3 separate regions of the Mus musculus genome follow, and all the other regions are linked to region 2. A link is a contact called in public HiChIP or PLAC-seq and promoter capture Hi-C data. All regions are on one chromosome and are shown on one strand. Each heading gives the region's core, a stretch centred on a gene start, on an enhancer-like site or on the middle of the called end of the contact. The rest is flanking DNA. Distances are from core to core; before and after follow the strand shown.

The links. Promoter capture Hi-C pulls out the DNA fragments that hold promoters and counts their contacts. HiChIP or PLAC-seq counts read pairs in DNA pulled down with a chosen protein or histone mark.
Region 1: a contact with region 2 is called in a promoter capture Hi-C map of liver. The contact joins the enhancer-like site here to the promoter of Dna2 in region 2. A contact is called at or near these places in 9 of 39 promoter capture datasets (the 3T3-L1 cell line, 3T3-L1-derived adipocytes, embryonic stem cells and 5 more), 2 of 484 Hi-C or Micro-C datasets (the C2C12 cell line and cortical neurons), 1 of 115 datasets of contacts at active chromatin or transcription factors (embryonic stem cells) and 3 of 9 other capture datasets (adipose tissue, liver and pancreatic islet).
Region 3: an H3K27ac HiChIP or PLAC-seq map of embryonic stem cells shows a contact between it and region 2, with 7 read pairs. The contact joins the enhancer-like site here to the promoter of Dna2 in region 2. A contact is called at or near these places in 6 of 39 promoter capture datasets (the 3T3-L1 cell line, the HPC-7 cell line, cranial neural crest and 3 more), 2 of 484 Hi-C or Micro-C datasets (cerebellum and cerebral cortex), 4 of 115 datasets of contacts at active chromatin or transcription factors (cardiomyocytes, embryonic forebrain and embryonic stem cells) and 3 of 9 other capture datasets (adipose tissue, embryonic tail and pancreatic islet).

Annotation. Positions count from the first base shown.
Region 1 is chr10:63,047,783-63,050,613 of GRCm38.p6, forward strand. Pbld2 (phenazine biosynthesis-like protein domain containing 2) reads left to right here. Exons shown (of 10, transcript NM_026085.2): 4 at 160-258. Among named protein-coding and RNA genes, the nearest start is that of Gm16143, 8.3 kb to the right of the region's middle. Within about 2 kb of position 1,514, at least 14 of the 459 cell types and tissues checked have an H3K27ac peak or open chromatin away from gene starts, as enhancers often do. A contact at or near this core is called in embryonic stem cells and liver, where this site is marked.
Region 2 is chr10:62,945,717-62,948,847 of GRCm38.p6, forward strand. It overlaps Dna2 (DNA replication helicase/nuclease 2), which reads left to right and starts at 1,313. Exons shown (of 21, transcript NM_177372.3): 1 at 1,313-1,453. The coding sequence starts at 1,377. Slc25a16 (solute carrier family 25 (mitochondrial carrier, Graves disease autoantigen), member 16) reads left to right here. Exons shown (of 9, transcript NM_175194.2): 9 at 1-778.
Region 3 is chr10:62,845,385-62,848,608 of GRCm38.p6, forward strand. The region is part of intron 3 of Tet1 (tet methylcytosine dioxygenase 1); the gene reads right to left. Among named protein-coding and RNA genes, the nearest start is that of Gm51805, 19 kb to the right of the region's middle. Within about 2 kb of position 1,772, at least 38 of the 459 cell types and tissues checked have an H3K27ac peak or open chromatin away from gene starts, as enhancers often do. A contact at or near this core is called in cerebellum, cerebral cortex and embryonic stem cells, where this site is marked.

The sequences.
Region 1 (2,831 bases), core at 264-2,763, 100 kb after region 2:
CCCAGGAGGGAGCAGAATGCTTCTCTATCTCGTGCTCACGCCTCTAAGGAAGGTTTTCCCTGTTAGCCACACTAATGATTTAGGGGAGAAGATGCTGAAGTGTTCTAACCTGACTGTGTGGTTTGACCTTGCTTTTCTTTAACCTTTTCTCCTTGTAAGGTTCCCGTTTTGGGCTGAGGTGGTTTACCCCAGAGGCCGAGTTCCCCTTGTGTGGCCACGCCACGCTGGCTTCTGCAGCTGTGCTGTTTCAAAAAAGAAGTAAGGTGGACTTTGCTTATTTGTTTATTTATTGTTGTTTGTTTGTTTGCTTTTTTTATTATATATTTTTTTATTACGTATTTTCCTCAATTACATTTCCAAAGCTATCCCAAAAGTCCCCCATACCCTCCCCCCCACTCCCCTACCCACCAACTCCCACTTTTTGGCCCTGGCGGTCCCCTGTACTGGGGCATATAAAGTTTGCGTGTTTAATGGGCCTCTCTTTCCAGTGATGGCCGACTAGGCCATCTTTTGATACATATGCAGCTAGAGTCAAGAGCTCCGGGGTACTGGCTAGTTCATAATGTTGTTGCACCTACAGGGTTTCAGATCCCTTTAGCTCCTTGGGTACTTTCTCTAGCTCCTCCATTGGGGGCCCTGTGATCCATCCAATAGCTGACTGTGAGCATCTACTTATGTGTTTGCTAGGCCCCGGCTGTTTGTTTGCTTTGTGATAGGGTTTCATTTAGCTGAGGCTGGCATTGAGTTTCCTATGTAGATGATGGTGGCCTTAAAATTCAGGCTCCTTGTATTACAATTATAGCATGTACCACCATGGCTTAGTCCCATGAATTTCTTTTAATAACTTCATTTATTTACATGTGGCAGAGGGATTTGCATGGCCAGAATGGACTTGGCATATAGTGTAATGTCTGGAAAATGAAGATTGTGATTGGCTTCCAGGAACAGCAAAACACAGAACATAACAGACTATGCAGTCAACTCAGGCATGAGGAAGTTTCCTTGTACCATTAGCAACAGCAGAAGTGGCTGGTTAGATAGGCATCTGCTACCTAGCCTTTAGTAGATCTTAAAGTCATACTTTTTTTTTGAGACTGGGTCTCTTATTCCAGGCTGACCTTGAACTCTGCTCTTAGTTCCTTTCCTCGCCCAAGTCTTGGTATTACAGGCTTTCCATAATGCAAACCTTTTATGCAGAGCTGGGGATTGAACCCCAGCTCCATGAATGTTAGGCAAGCATTCTACCAACTGAGCCATATCCTCTGTTTTAAAAAAACAAAACAGCCGGGCGTGGTGGCGCACGCCTTTAATCCCAGCACTCGGGAGGCAGAGGCAGGTGGATTTCTGAGTTCGAGGCCAGCCTGGTCTACAAAGTGAGTTCCAGGACAGCCAGGGCTGTACAGAGAAACCCTGTCTCAAAAAAAAAAAAAAAAAAAAAAACAGGCTCTTCCTACCTAACTCTGTTTGGCCTGGAACTTGGTACTTGGGCCTGGTGGGAGGGACTTAGACTTTCAGTCTTCTGACCTCTGTCTCCTGGTGCTTCGGTTGTAGCTGTGAGCCACCACACCCAGCTCCTCAAACAGCAACTAAAAACAATTGCTTTTGCTGCTGCTGCTGTTGTTGTTGAAGGCTAGACTGATCTAAGGCTCTCCCTGAGGCTCTGATATGTGGAGCCTCTGCTATATAGAACACAGCTCCTTCTCTAAAACCTGGAATATGGTTGGCAGAGCTGGTAATAGCCTGGAGCTGGTAAGGGCCTTGGGGGAGCTGTGGCTTCAGATCCCAAGGACCCAACTCTTCCCACTGTACAGGCTACAGTTGTCAATCCCTAGGTTACTGTGTGCTCTGTCTCTGATGCTCTGGAGAGAACCCATGTTCACCCTATGTCTCTTTAGCTCCCCGATGACTTCACCCCATTGTATGACAGTTTCCGTTGACTTTGTCCTATCCCCTACCTCTTGAACTAGTATATAAGGTTATATACTTTTTAATTAAGCTTGCTTGGCATAGGACATAGCTTATGCAAGACTAATGTTCTATCTTCTTTATCTCTGATGCCCTGGACCTTCCTTCTTAGGAGCCTGCCAATTTTTCCATTTATTTTTATGAGTATAAGTGGTTTTGCCTGCATGTTTATCTGTATATCATGTATGGGCCATGCCTGTAGAGAACAGAAAAGGGCTTTAGAGTCCTGAAACAATTTTTATTATATTTTAATTAATTAATTAATTAATCAATGTTTATGTATGCACAAACAAATACCACAGTGTACATGTAGAGCTCAGAGCATCATTTTCAGGAGTCTGATCTCTCCTTCCATTATGTGGACTGAGGTGCTGAACTCCACATATTTGTCTTGTCAGAAGGTGCCCTTAGCCGCCGAGTCATGTAGCTAAAACTCAAAGAGTAATTTTAAAAGTCAAACATTTTAGGGGCTGGAGAGGTGGCTCAGTGGTTAAGAGCACCGGCTGCTCTTCCAGAGGTCCTGAGTTCAATTCCCAGAAACCATATGGTGGTTCACAAATCCTTTGTAACCCAGGAAATTTATGGCTGCTGGGGGCAATGTGCACATGTGGTGCACAGACATACATGCAGGCAAAACACTCACACATATTTATTTATTTATTTATTTATTTATTTATTTATTTATTTATTTTGGTTTTTCTGTGTAGCCCTGGCTGCCCTGGAACTCACTCTGTAGACCAGGCTGGCCTCGAACTCAGAAATCCGCCTGCCTCTGCCTCCCAAGTGCTGGGATTAAAGGCATGCGCCACCACTGCCCAGCATAATGTTTGTTTGTTTGCTTGTTTTTCTGAAAATAGAAAATAAAA
Region 2 (3,131 bases), core at 63-2,562:
ATTACCATGAACTTTGATTATCATGCCACTGCGTTTCCCAGAGGCAGTTATGATAAAGATTAAATATCTTTGCCCTTAAAAGGAGAGTAGCATTGTAGATGCTTGTCTAAAATAACTTGGTATGTACTAGGAAATGTAAATGGACCATCAATTTAGATGAAGCAATGTTTCTGAGGTATTATGTCAAGATATAAGTTCTTCCATGTAATGTAATTTTAGTGTGTCATAGTCCGAAGCGTAAATATAAACCACATTTTGATTGTTACATTTTAAAAAGGTTGTTTAGAATATAAGAATTCTGATCATTGTGTTTAGAACACTTTTTGTTGTAAGCATGACCCATGGAGTAGAAGCATCAAGCCTTCTCTAGAGGTAGTTATTTGTAGAACTGATGTGATTTTTAAAACATTAAAATTAAGCTGCAAATGTTATTTCTGCATTTTTTCATGTATATAAATATTTCTTGTCACATCTTGGAAAAAATTGGATGAATTAGTTTCATTTTTATAATCTTTACTTTAAAAATAAAAATGTATCATGTGATTTGTAAATGTACCAGGAGTGGGGATAAGTCTGTTTATAAAACTCTTTTGTATATTTTAATTTCTGGACTACATTGTAGCTAATTATTCCATTCAATCTTAAGGTAATTTAAATCTATAAAATAAATATCGCAATTATATTATCAATAAAGAGAACTGAAGATATTTTCTAAAATAAGAAATTGCCTTCTATGTCTGTTATAGAATCCATATGATATTAAAAGTAATTTTTTATCCTTGTTTTGATGGCTTGGTTTTTTTTGTTTGTTTGTTTGTTTTTTTGAGACAGGGTTTCTCTGTGTAGCCCTGGCTGTCCTGGAACTCACTCTGTAGACCAAGGCTGGCCTCGAACTCAGAAATCCGCCTGCCTCTGCCTCTGAAGTGTTTGGATTAAAGGCGCGCGCCACCACGCCCGGCTTAGATTTACTTTTTAAAAAATTTATTTTGTTTGTGTGTGTGTTTGTGAGTACTATGCACTATGTGCATGAGGATGCCTTTCCAGGCCAGAGGGTGGGAGGCATCAGATCCCTGCAACAAGACAGGTTCGTAGTGGAAATTCAGCTGCATCTCCCGCTCTCCTGCTCTGAAAAGCCCGAGACGGGGGATTGCTATGAGACGCGTGCAGTTGCGCGGCAGCCCAGCAGGTTCATGCAGGCATCCGGTCCTGGAGTGGAGACGGCGGAAAAGCGCCTCCGGTCCGGCGCTGTGCTTCCCGGCGCGGAGAGCGCGGGAGCCGCTGGCGCGCGGGGCGCCTGCTGCGCATGCGCAGCGAGCTGGCGCTTCTCTAGCGCCGCGAGTTACGGCTGCCCGCTCTCCCGGCGGGCTTCGGCAGGAATGGAGCCGCTGGACGAGCTGGACCTGCTGCTGCTGGAAGAGGACGGCGGAGCGGAGGCCGTGCCGCGGGTGGAGCTGTGAGCCTGCGGGAGGGCGGCGGGCGCGAGCGGGACCTGCGCGGTTTTCCCGGGTGTTAGCTGGAGGGTGATCGTCGGCCAGTCTTAATTGGGACCTGAGCTTGCTGGTGTAGCCCGCTGCTTTTTCACACGTCAGCCCACCCCTGTCATTGATACTTTGGATTTGATTTTGTCTTATTTGCATGTGCGGAAGACCCGCTTGTGGCGGTCGGAGGAGCACCCGTGCTAGTTATTTTCTTTCACGTGGGACGTCGGGGTCAAACTCCGGGCTGAAGGCTTGCCAGGAATCGCCTTTAGTCAGACGACCCAGTGTTCGTTCGTTCTTTCTTTCTTTCTTTCTTTCTTTCTTTCTTTCTTTCTTTCTTTCTTTCTCTCTCTCTCTCTCTCTCTCTCTCTCTCTCTCTCTCTCTCTCTCTCTCTTTCTTTCTCTTTTTTGGTTTTTTGAGACAGGGTTTCTCTGTGTAGCCCTGGCTGTCCTTGAACTCACTTTGTAGACCAGGCTGGCCTCGAACTCAGAAATCCGCCGGCCTCTGCCTCCGGAGTGCTGGGATCAAAGGCGTGCGCCACCACGCCCGGCTTTTATTTATTTTTAAATTTACTTAAGTGTACATATGCAAGTGCCTGAGTTTAGAGGCATCTCCTGGCGCTCGTGCCATCCCTTCAATATATCTTTTAAGAGCTCCTGGAGGTGTTACACCCGGTATACAGTAGGTCCAAGCCCTCTAATGCCATAAAGATTAGTATGATTGGCAGCTCCTGGCAGCAATTGCAGTGAACCTTTCATGCTGCTTCCCGCGTCCCTCTTTTTTCCTTCAAGCAGTAGTTGGGCGGACCAGGTACAGCAAGCAGGTGCTGTGCCACTGAACATTGTCATGCCCAGCACAGCAGGTGCTATGCCACTGAACTTTGGCATGCCCAGTATATCAGTTATCTGGAAAATGGACAGGACTAGCTCTCTTTAGTTGTACTTCCTAATTGCTTTCGACTGTGGTAGAAGCCCTTTTTGGTATTTTCCAGTTTTTGAGGTAGCCCAGGCTAGCCTCGAGCTGAGATGTGTAGCCAGCCCAGGACGGCTTTGACCTTCTGATCTCTGATCCTCTTTTTTTCCACTTCCCAAGTGTTTGTTTTGTTGCTGTTGTTTTATACAGGGTCTCATTTTGTAGACCAGGCTAACCTTGTGTGGTTAGGAGGTAGGAGTGGGCCCTGGAGGCCCAAGAAAAAGCCACACAGGCTGATTAATGTCTAGTCCAGGTATTGGTGAGAGTTGGCCAAACTGGTGGGCATTCTCCTGTTTGTAGACTGACCCTAACCCGTACCCCTCCCCAGTTCTAACCATTACTGCCTTCTAGTTTGAATACTGATCAGAATATATGTAACCATGTATCAAGTACAAAGGCAGAAACTTACAAAATTACCGTCTTGTGCTTTCAGGAGCTATGGTAGCCACCCTCTAGAGAGAGTCTGCTTCCTTACTTAAAGCAGCTTGGGTGTCTGGCTCTTTGTGTTTGATCTCTTGCAACACTTGACTTTGTGGTAGTTCCCCTGCCCCAGCCTCCCTAGCCATGGGAGTGGTTCATCGTGTCCAGCTTCCCTTATTGCTCATATACCTTTTAAAAGGAGAAGACTCACTTCTTGTTTGCTTTGAGATGGTTCCGCATGTCGTCCAGGCTAGCCCAAA
Region 3 (3,224 bases), core at 522-3,021, 100 kb before region 2:
AGGGCCTTGTGGGTGCTAGACATGCACTCTACGTACGACGGGAGCTTCATTCACCCCAAGAAACCTGAAGCCTGTGAGGTTCACAGTGTAACTTATACCTTGAGAGCACTCACACCCAATGCTAAACTTTCAGTATTTAATGTAAGACATAGACAGGGCGTGGTGGCCCACACCTGCAGTCAGAGGCAGGAAAGCAGTTCAAGATGACCCCCTACTGCTCAGGAAGTTCTAGTTTAACCCGAACTACATACATCCTGCAGGTGACTATATCCAAGTCTAGTGACCCAAGTTCCATTCCTGTGACAAATGTTGCAGAGAACTGAATCCATGAATTGACCTCTGACCTCCACATATCTCCTGTGTCATATTTGTAGTTTTGTTTATGTTGTCCTTGATAAATTTAAACCTAGCATCAAGCCAGGCATAATGGTGCAGGCCTTGAATCCCAGCACTCAGGAGGCAGAGTCAGATGAATCTACACCACGAGTTCAAGGACAGCCAGGGTTACATTGTGAGACCCTGTCTTCAAACACAAAGAACAAAGACCCAAGTAAAGAAGCTGGGCATATGCCTTTAATCCCAGCATTAGGGAGACTGGGGCAGGTGGAACTGTGAGTTTGAGGCCAGCCTGCTCTACAAAAATGAGTCCAGGACAGCCAGGGCTAAAAGGGACAAAACAAAGTCAGAGTAAACAAATCTCAAAAACAAATTGAAAAGTTTTTTTTTTGTTTTTATTAAATAATATAATGTATGGCGTATTGGTCTTGACTCTCTTGTCACTCTACCCAGATGGTCCAAAATTACAGGGACCATCTACCACCGTCACTCACTTTTCCCCGTCTCCCACTGCCCGGTCCCTTTCCACGGTGCAGGTTCTACATCCTCGGGCATGTCTACCGATTCAGATAGCAGAGAAACTTCCTCCCGACCTGCAGCCCCACCGATGAATACAAAGGACAAAGGCAAGGAAGAAAGGATGACCACAGGACCACTCCTCGGATGTCTAGTGCTCACCCAGATGCTGTGTTCACAGGCACTACTCAAACTTCTGGACGACACATGATGCTGGGAGTGCAGGGGCAAACTGCCGCATCTGGCATTATTTGGATGAGATAGCAACACACACCATCTTTATAAGACCTATAAATATGGGCTGGAGAGCCTTCTCAGCAGTTAAGAGAACTGCTCTTCCAGAGAACCCAGGTTTGATTCCCAGCATCTACATGCTGGCTCACAATGTGATACAGACATGCATGGAAGCAAAATGCCCATACACATGTAATATACCTCACGGATAAATATGCACAGTATGTTTTAAGGATGGGATGGGGTAGCCAGGCATGGTGGCGCACACCTTTAATCCCAGCACTTGGGAGGCAGAGGCAGGCAGATTTCTGAGTTCGAGGCCAGCCTGGTCTACAGAGTGAGTTCCAGGACAGCCAGGGCTATACAGAGAAACCCTGTCTTGAAAAACCAAAAAAAAAAAAAAAAAAAAAAAAAAGGATGGGATGGGGGTGATATGTGTCTTAACACATGGACCACATGGACCTCATGCCTTGATTTGTATAATTACTACACATAATTACCCTAAAATGTCTTTGTAAAACAATGTCAGTTTAATTACAGGAACATAAAGAAAATATATTCTTTAGCGTTATGCTCTGAATCACTTAAGTTTGAGAACAGCTTGGGCCGCAAGTGAAGCGGGGTTGGCAGTGTGGAGGAGAGGAGAGGCAGTTAGGAATGTAGCCCACTTGGTGGAGCGATTGCATGCCTAATGTGCTCGATAGCCTGGATTCAATCCCCATAAACCACAGGTGTTCCTTGGCCTATGCCTGTAATCTCAGCCCTGGGGAGGAGGGGGCAGGATGACCATCAGGAACGGTTGGGAGAGGTCCTCAGCAGCCTGGGCTCTGTGACAAATCAAAACAGGATTGTGAGTTGCCTTAATTCTCACGGCAAGCATCTCACTAAACATTGATGTTATATAATCGGGGAACCTGTAGAGATCAGCACATAGTTTAGGAGGCTTTTTTATGACCACAACACACTGCTTATTCCACTCTTCTTGGAACACTGCTAAATGAGCTTTTCGGGCCAAATCTAGTAGTCTTTTGGTGTGCTGCCAACCATGGACACGAGGGCAGAAGAAATGAATCAAACCTTCAAAACCACAAGTTGCTGGCACGACGAAGACTCAGCACGGGCTCAGTAGCAATGAGGCCCCTGCTCCAAACCCCTGGGTATTTTATCTGCAAAAGTAGTGCAGGCCCAAGCACATCAGCTTGGGATACAGCCGTCCTATAGACAGTGAAAGCTGATTAAACAATCAGTGAAGAGCAGGGCTAGGTGACTTAACTGCAGAGAAGCTCTCTCAAGATATCCATACAGCAATACATCCTCGGGTAGCAATTGCTGGGCATTGTTTTTTAAAACTTTCAGGCCTGGGATTCAAAGCCCTGAAGCGAGATTCAAAACTAAACTCCAGCCTAGGAGAGTTGCTCAGCCCTTAATGCAGCCCTTAACTCTATATGGATTTTAGTGAGGTCCAGGACAGCCAGGGATGCAGAGAGAAACCCTGTCTTAAGAAAAACAAAAAACAGCTGGGCGTGGTGGTGCACGCCTTTAATCCCAGCACTTGGGAGGCAGAGGCAGGCAGATTTCTGAGTTCAAGGCCAGCCTGGACTACAAAGTGAGTTCCAAGACAGCCAAGACTATACAGAGAAACCCTGTCTCGAAAAACCAAAACCAAACCAAACCAAACCAAACAAACCCTAGTATCAAATAGCAAAAACAATTATTGATCTAGTGAATAAGTTTGACATTATACACCCTAAAATAAGGAAGCTTGTGTAAGTACAGTACACAATTACACATACATGTAATAAAATACAGAGCGAAAACCTTACACTAAAAACAGTTCTACTAGGGGGTTGGAAGGAAGGCTCTGTGAGTAAAGATGATTGCCACCAAGTATGAATACCTCAGTGAAACTAGTAAAAAGTGTCCTTGGATCTCCATATGGTACGTCAACACAGGTCAGTCAACATGTGTGCATGCATGGGCGCTCACACAAACTAACACACTCACACATAAACAGAACAGGTGAATAAAATGTAAAACAAATAATAAACCCATGGAACTATTACAAGGAAAGCAAGAACTGGCTCAATGAACCACTTGCAGTAACTGGGTGATACATAATTGTAGTAGCTGTGGGCAAT